Regions from separate parts of the Zea mays genome. Here region 2 is linked to region 1. A link is a contact called in public Hi-C data. All regions are on one chromosome and are shown on one strand. The core of a region is the stretch at or near the end of the contact, and the rest is flanking DNA. Distances in the headings are between cores, read along the strand shown. Region 1 holds the start of LOC103626043 (9-cis-epoxycarotenoid dioxygenase 1, chloroplastic-like). Region 2 has its middle 45 kb from the start of LOC103626043.

Region 1 (3,410 bases), core at 100-2,599:
AGCACCTGACAAATTTTGATGAAGGGCCGCCCGCCGCCTTGTCCCCGTGTTCCTTGGCTGGGAGCCGGAGGGTGATTTTTTTCCTGGCTTGGATGACGCCTGTTTTGGACGGGACCGGCGACAAATGCTGATCAGGTGATGTTCAGTTTAATAAGGATGCCCGGGCGGTCTGCGAGTGTGAATCGCGGGCCGGCCGGTCTGCAGATTTTGTTACTAGCACCGGTTCTTCGTCGCCGACCAGCAGGCGCGATCAACGACGTTGTTCTGCGATCGTGGCAACAGATTGGAACCCCGGGCACATATAGTTTGTCCGACTGTCCCCGGGCGCGGCGAGAACAAGCCCGAGGCGGGGATCTGCGCCCCTGCCGGCTTCGGTCGGCGGCGGTTTGTCCCAGGTTCAGGTTCAGGTTCAGGTTCAGTTTCAGCGCGATCATCGCGGCGTATTCGCATCTCCACACCAGGAACGTCCCTTGGGGGACATCGACTGGAGAGCAGGCGTACTCGTGTCTTGAGTGATTCATACTGCGGGCAACAAGGCAAAGTTTATTACTAGGGACTTGACAAGTTGGCCGCACTGGGCAGCTGCGGCACATTTGGCACGGGGCCGGGAGCAGCAAGGAAGCGCAGTCAAGATTGTCTGACAGCATCAGATCGTACCATCGTATTTGGTATTTACAAATAGTATATCTTATGTAAGATTTTGTAACTTGAATAATATTCTATTACATCTAAACTATTTAAAAACTCGTTTGTATTAATTATTGTATGGTACTGTGGGATTGTAGTATCAAAAATTAAGAATTTTTTTTGTATGTACAATCGCGTTGAGCCTATAGGTAATGCCAGGATGGAATTTAAGAGACATCAGGTAGAATCATTTTGATATATAGTGGGATCCTAATATATATACTCGGTGCACTAGAGTACGGATCGGGATATTGACAGCTCTAACCGAGGAAGAGACAAACATATCCCAGGTATGGGCTGCGCGCCGGAGAAGACTCGATCGCGAGTCCCTAGCAGCAGACTCAGCTACTCGCCTACTGCAGTTGCTGCCAACAAAAATACCCTACGACTACGACTACGAGGAGCAGCACCAGCACCAGCACCAGCCAGCCACAGGCACCAGGTAAGCACAGTGGGCCACGCAAAGCAATCGCGAGGCGGGGCGGGGCCGCGGGTACGTCCCCGTCATTGCGCCCCCCCCCCCCCCCCCCCCCCCCCCCCTCCCGCTGCGCACCACGTGGGCTCCCCTGTCCGCGTCGCGAAGCGCAAATTCATTCTTGGACTCGCGGCCCGTTCAAACCGCCCACCACTCTACTCTCCTCCACCCGCGCCGCCCGTCGTCGAGCTTCCCTCCCCTGCTCTGTCCCCGCGACTCCACCCTCTCTCTATAAATACAACCGCCGGCTCCTATCCCAAATCATCCATCACATTCTCAAGTACCGCCGCCACACCAACAGTGGAGAGTCCATCCTCCGCCGCCGCCCAGGCAATAACCCACTCGATCACGCAGAAACCCCCGCACGCGATCCCACGCCAATTCAGCCACCGCCGATGCAGGGTCTCGCCCCGCCCACCTCTGTCTCCATACACCGGCACCTGCCGGCCGGGTCCAGGGCCCGGGCCTCCAACTCCGTCAGGTTCTCGCCGCGCGCCGTCCGCTCCGTGCCGCACGAGTGCCTCCAGGCGCCGTTCCACGCCGACCTGCCGGCACCGTCCAAGAAGCCCACCGCCATTGCCGTCCCGAGGCACGCCGCGGCGCCGCGCAAGTCTGGCGGCGGCGGCGGCAAGAAGCAGCTCAACCTATTCCAGCGCGCGGCGGCGGCCGCGCTCGACGCGTTCGAGGAGGGGTTCGTGGCCAACGTCCTCGAGCGGCCCCGCGGGCTGCCCAGCACGGCCGACCCAGCCGTGCAGATCGCCGGCAACTTCGCGCCCGTCGGGGAGAGGCTGCCCGTGCATCGGCTCCCCGTCTCCGGCCGCATCCCGCCCTTCATCAGCGGCGTCTACGCGCGCAACGGCGCCAACCCCTGCTTCGACCCCGTCGCCGGGCACCACCTCTTCGACGGCGACGGCATGGTGCACGCGCTGCGGATACGCGACGGCGTCGCCGAGTCCTACGCCTGCCGCTTCACCGAGACCGCGCGCCTGACCCAGGAGCGCGCGGTCGGCCGCCCCGTCTTCCCCAAGGCCATCGGCGAGCTGCACGGCCACTCCGGGATCGCGCGCCTCGCCCTGTTCTACGCGCGCGCCGCGTGCGGCCTCGTCGACCCCTCGGCCGGCACCGGCGTCGCCAACGCCGGACTCGTCTACTTCAACGGCCGCCTCCTCGCCATGTCCGAGGACGACCTGCCGTACCACGTCCGCGTCGCGGACGACGGCGACCTCGAGACCGTCGGCCGCTACGACTTCGACGGCCAGCTCGGCTGCCCCATGATCGCGCACCCCAAGCTGGACCCGGCCACCGGGGAGCTGCACGCGCTCAGCTACGAGGTCGTCAGGAGGCCCTACCTCAAGTACTTCTACTTCAGGCCCGACGGCACCAAGTCCGACGACGTGGAGATCCCGCTGGCCCAGCCCACCATGATCCACGACTTCGCCATCACCGAGAACTTGGTCGTGGTGCCCGACCACCAGGTGGTGTTCAAGCTGCAGGAGATGCTGCGCGGCGGGTCGCCCGTGGTGCTGGACAGGGAGAAGACGTCGCGCTTCGGCGTCCTCCCGAAGCGCGCCGCGGACGCGTCGGAGATGGCGTGGGTGGACGTGCCGGACTGCTTCTGCTTCCACCTGTGGAACGCGTGGGAGGACGAGGCGACGGGCGAGGTGGTGGTGATCGGCTCCTGCATGACCCCCGCCGACTCCATCTTCAACGAGTCGGACGTGCGGCTCGAGAGCGTGCTGACGGAGATCCGGCTGGACGCGCGCACGGGCCGGTCGACGCGCCGCGCCGTCCTGCCGCCGTCGCGGCAGGTGAACCTGGAGGTGGGCATGGTGAACCGCAACCTCCTGGGGCGCAGGACGCGGTACGCGTACCTCGCGGTGGCCGAGCCGTGGCCCAAGGTCTCGGGCTTCGCCAAGGTGGACCTGGCCACGGGCGAGCTCGCCAGGTTCGAGTACGGCGAGGGCCGGTTCGGCGGCGAGCCCTGCTTCGTGCCCATGGACCCCGCCGCGGCCCACCCGCGCGGCGAGGACGACGGGCACGTGCTCGCCTTCGTCCACGACGAGCGCGCCGGCACGTCCGAGCTCCTGGTGGTCAATGCCGCCGACATGCGGCTGGAGGCCACCGTCCGGCTCCCGTCCCGCGTGCCCTTCGGCTTCCACGGCACCTTCATCACGGGCGCGGAGCTCGAGGCCCAGGCCTGAGTGACTCAGCTCCACGTTTCTTGGAGGAGGAGGAACAGAGGAGCCAT
Region 2 (3,049 bases), core at 164-2,663, 45 kb before region 1:
GATAGCGATGTGCACGTAGCATATTGTACATGATGGTCCTGCACGCCCACTGAGGGGATATGCCCCTCGTTTAGACATGGTTCGGTTAGCTCTCAATCCATGTTGATTGAATGAGATTGGATGAGTTTAAATTTCAAGCAAGTTAAACTTCTTCTTAATTATTTATAATCTCATCTAATCCATTATTAACGGGATTAACCGAACGAGCCCTTACGTGGATCGGATTGGCGCGATAGCTGGGTAGTTAGTTGAATTGAGGTGATGAGATCGTCACACAGCACCTAGAAACAACAGCCGGCCGCGCCAATCGGACTGCGGCGAGTGCCAGAGTGCAACAGAGAGAATATGGCTATGGCTTGCTTGTTGCAACCAGCATATGCAGGCGAGAAAAAGAGTGGCACTATAGCTACCGGGCCTATGCGTTCTTTCAAAATGGAGGCTTGTGGTTGTGGTCAAACCCTACTTCCAGGAGCAAGACAGGCGCAACACGTGTGTGGCCTTAGCTTCCAGTCAGTTGGGTCATCTACATATTATATTGGCTCGCAGACGACGAGGTAGGTGGCCATCTCTTTATTGGCTACATATATAGAGACATATATTGATATATATCAGATCTCTCGTTTACGTACGCGCGTATTCGGAAAGAGACGTGGTTTTATATATGCACGGCGTGTGAAAGATATATGCACACACAAAACACATATACGTACGTGTACGCGTGACTTTGTTGTACCAGAACAGAAATTCTTTGAGGAGCCAAAACCACGCACCAATGAAATGTAAACAACTAAGAGACTTGGCCGGTCTCGTCGCTGGACGGTGGGGTGGATGGAGTTTGTGACTTCGTACGTGCACGATGCATGCCACGTTCGTTCGTCGGCGTTCGTCGTCTCGCGCCTTTCGTTGCGCTTTCTCGGTTTTAATTAGTTTAATCAGGTAGCTAGGCTAGTGTGAAACGTTTTCTGTCGCTGCAATATAATTAGCGGAGAGACATCGGACATGCATGGGCGCCTGCCCGAACTGTGGGATAATAAAGCGTGCGTGGCCGGCGGCCGAGCGCGAGGCGACACCTGGACCCTGGGACGACGGCGACGTCAGTCCACGCGGTGCCACCTCATCGCCCGCGCCCAATCCCGGCGCCACACGTACCCGGGCTCGATCAGCGAGAAACAAAAGTAAAAAAAACAAGGATAAGAAAAAGATGTCAGGTCGCGCCACAGTGACGTCGTCTCCGTGGATCGTCGCCGGTCGATACCAACGAAAAACGGTCCGAAAGCTCCCGGAATGCACGCACGCACGCAACAACGACTTGCCGTTTTGGTTGTCGCGACGAAAAAGAGCCCGTCAGGTCAGGCGAGCTATGCTGCGCCGCTGCGGTGCAGAGCTTTCATGGCTGCGGAACAAACCGAGGCTGCCACCAATCGCCGCGCTGCACGTGCACCCGCCAGGTTGATACGCATGATGGGGTGGGTCGCTGCGTACAACGGTAGGAGCACGTACGTTTATACTCACTACGCATCGATCGCATGATCCGTCCAAGTCACCATCAGTCAAGTCGCCGACTTCCGTCCCTAGCTCCCACACAGACTCCCAGCCGGTCAGCCCAGCCAGCCCCAGGCCTCATCCCCATGTGTCGATGAGCCGATCGGGTACGTACGCGTGCACGCCATTGTCAGACGCTCTCCATCGATGATCTAGCGAAGGCTCAGCTCCAGCTCGACCAACCATCCGGGTGGCCGGCTAGCTGCTGCTGGACGATCTCTCGCGCCGCTGCGCTGCCATATGTGTCGCAGTACCCACGGTGGGCGTTGCGTTTGGAACTGTTGCCGGATCCTAGTGCCCATATGGTACCGGTATACATGAGCATGCAACCCGAGGCCCAGTCGCCTGGCACGAGGCCCATTTTTTGGCCCGGTCCAACCATGGTATGGCCTAGCTGGGTTCGTGTCTGGGCCGGCCCGGCCCAATAAACCAGGTCGTGACTGAGCTGCCGGTAGCGTCCGCCGGACGGCCCGGTCCGGCCCGCTAGAAAACGGCAGGCACGGGGCCGGGCCGATGTCGGGGTGCGGGGCATAAGGCCCGGCCTCCCCCAATCCCGTCCTAGGCTCCCAGTGTCCCACCCCCACACTATTTCTCCTGCTCTGCTCCTCTCGACCTCTCCCCGCTCGATTCGCTCATCCGCGGTCTGCCCCGTTGTGCCGTCGCCGTCGCCACTGTCGGATCTTCGTCACCGGCGACATCGGCGAGTCTCCTACTCTCCTTCCATGTGGCTCGCCCCTCTTCGGCTCTCCCTCGGTCCCTCCCCAATCCGGAAATCCCTAACCCTAATCACGTCATCGTCAGTTGTCGGCTCGTCGCGTGTCGTCGTGCACTCGACTCTCGTCTCCGACTCCAGGCTCCGGCTTGGCAGGTACGTCCCTCTCCGGCTCTCCCTCCCCAGTCGGCAATCCCTAACCCTAACCCTAATCTCCTCTTCGCTGCTTGCTTGTGGGCTTTGGTAGGTCGCCGGCCGACTACGTCGTGGTCGTGCTAGTGCCACCAGGGCCATTGAGGTACGGTGCCGAGAAGGGGGACATGGATGACGATGACAACAACGGTCGGTACCCTAGAACCATCAACGACGAGCTCGTTGAGTTAGGGCAGCTTCCCGATGACGTCGACAACATGGGAGATGTTGTTGCTGCCTTGTTCGGTGTCGGTAGCAGTCATACTATCGTCGACCCTGAGGGGGCACCTGTCGGGCCGGTTAGTGATGCTGCTGGCTCTAATGAACTTGATTCATTGACTTCTTCAAGCACTGGTAAGCGTCGATCTGCTGTTTGGGATGACTTCATTAAAGTCACAGAAAACCATAATGGTAAGAAGGTACGGTGCACATTGCAAATTTGCAACGCTCGGTTGGGTGCTAATTCTAATGCTGGCACTGGACACTTGCTTAGGCACCAGAAATCATGTAAAAAGAAGTATGATCATACTACTATGGTTCAAACTAGATTAGCTTTGAACCCTGATGGGTCTTTTAGAAACTGGGAATACAATCCTTAGGTGG

The links. Hi-C and Micro-C count contacts between places; a contact is called where the count stands out from the background.
Region 2: a contact with region 1 is called in a Hi-C map of endosperm, with 6 times the contacts expected there. The contact joins the enhancer-like site here to the promoter of LOC103626043 in region 1. A contact is called at or near these places in 7 of 25 Hi-C or Micro-C datasets (bundle sheath, ear, endosperm and 1 more).

What each region holds. Positions count from the first base shown.
Region 1 is chr5:17,614,188-17,617,597 of Zm-B73-REFERENCE-NAM-5.0, reverse strand. LOC103626043 (9-cis-epoxycarotenoid dioxygenase 1, chloroplastic-like) reads left to right here and starts at 1,349. Exons shown (of 1, transcript XM_008646423.2): 1 at 1,349-3,410. The coding sequence starts at 1,558. The coding sequence ends at 3,363.
Region 2 is chr5:17,659,760-17,662,808 of Zm-B73-REFERENCE-NAM-5.0, reverse strand. No RefSeq gene overlaps it. Among protein-coding and RNA genes, the nearest start is that of LOC103626043, 45 kb to the right of the region's middle. Within about 2 kb of position 1,413, at least 18 of the 20 cell types and tissues checked have an H3K27ac peak or open chromatin away from gene starts, as enhancers often do. A contact at or near this core is called in bundle sheath, ear, endosperm and 1 more, where this site is marked.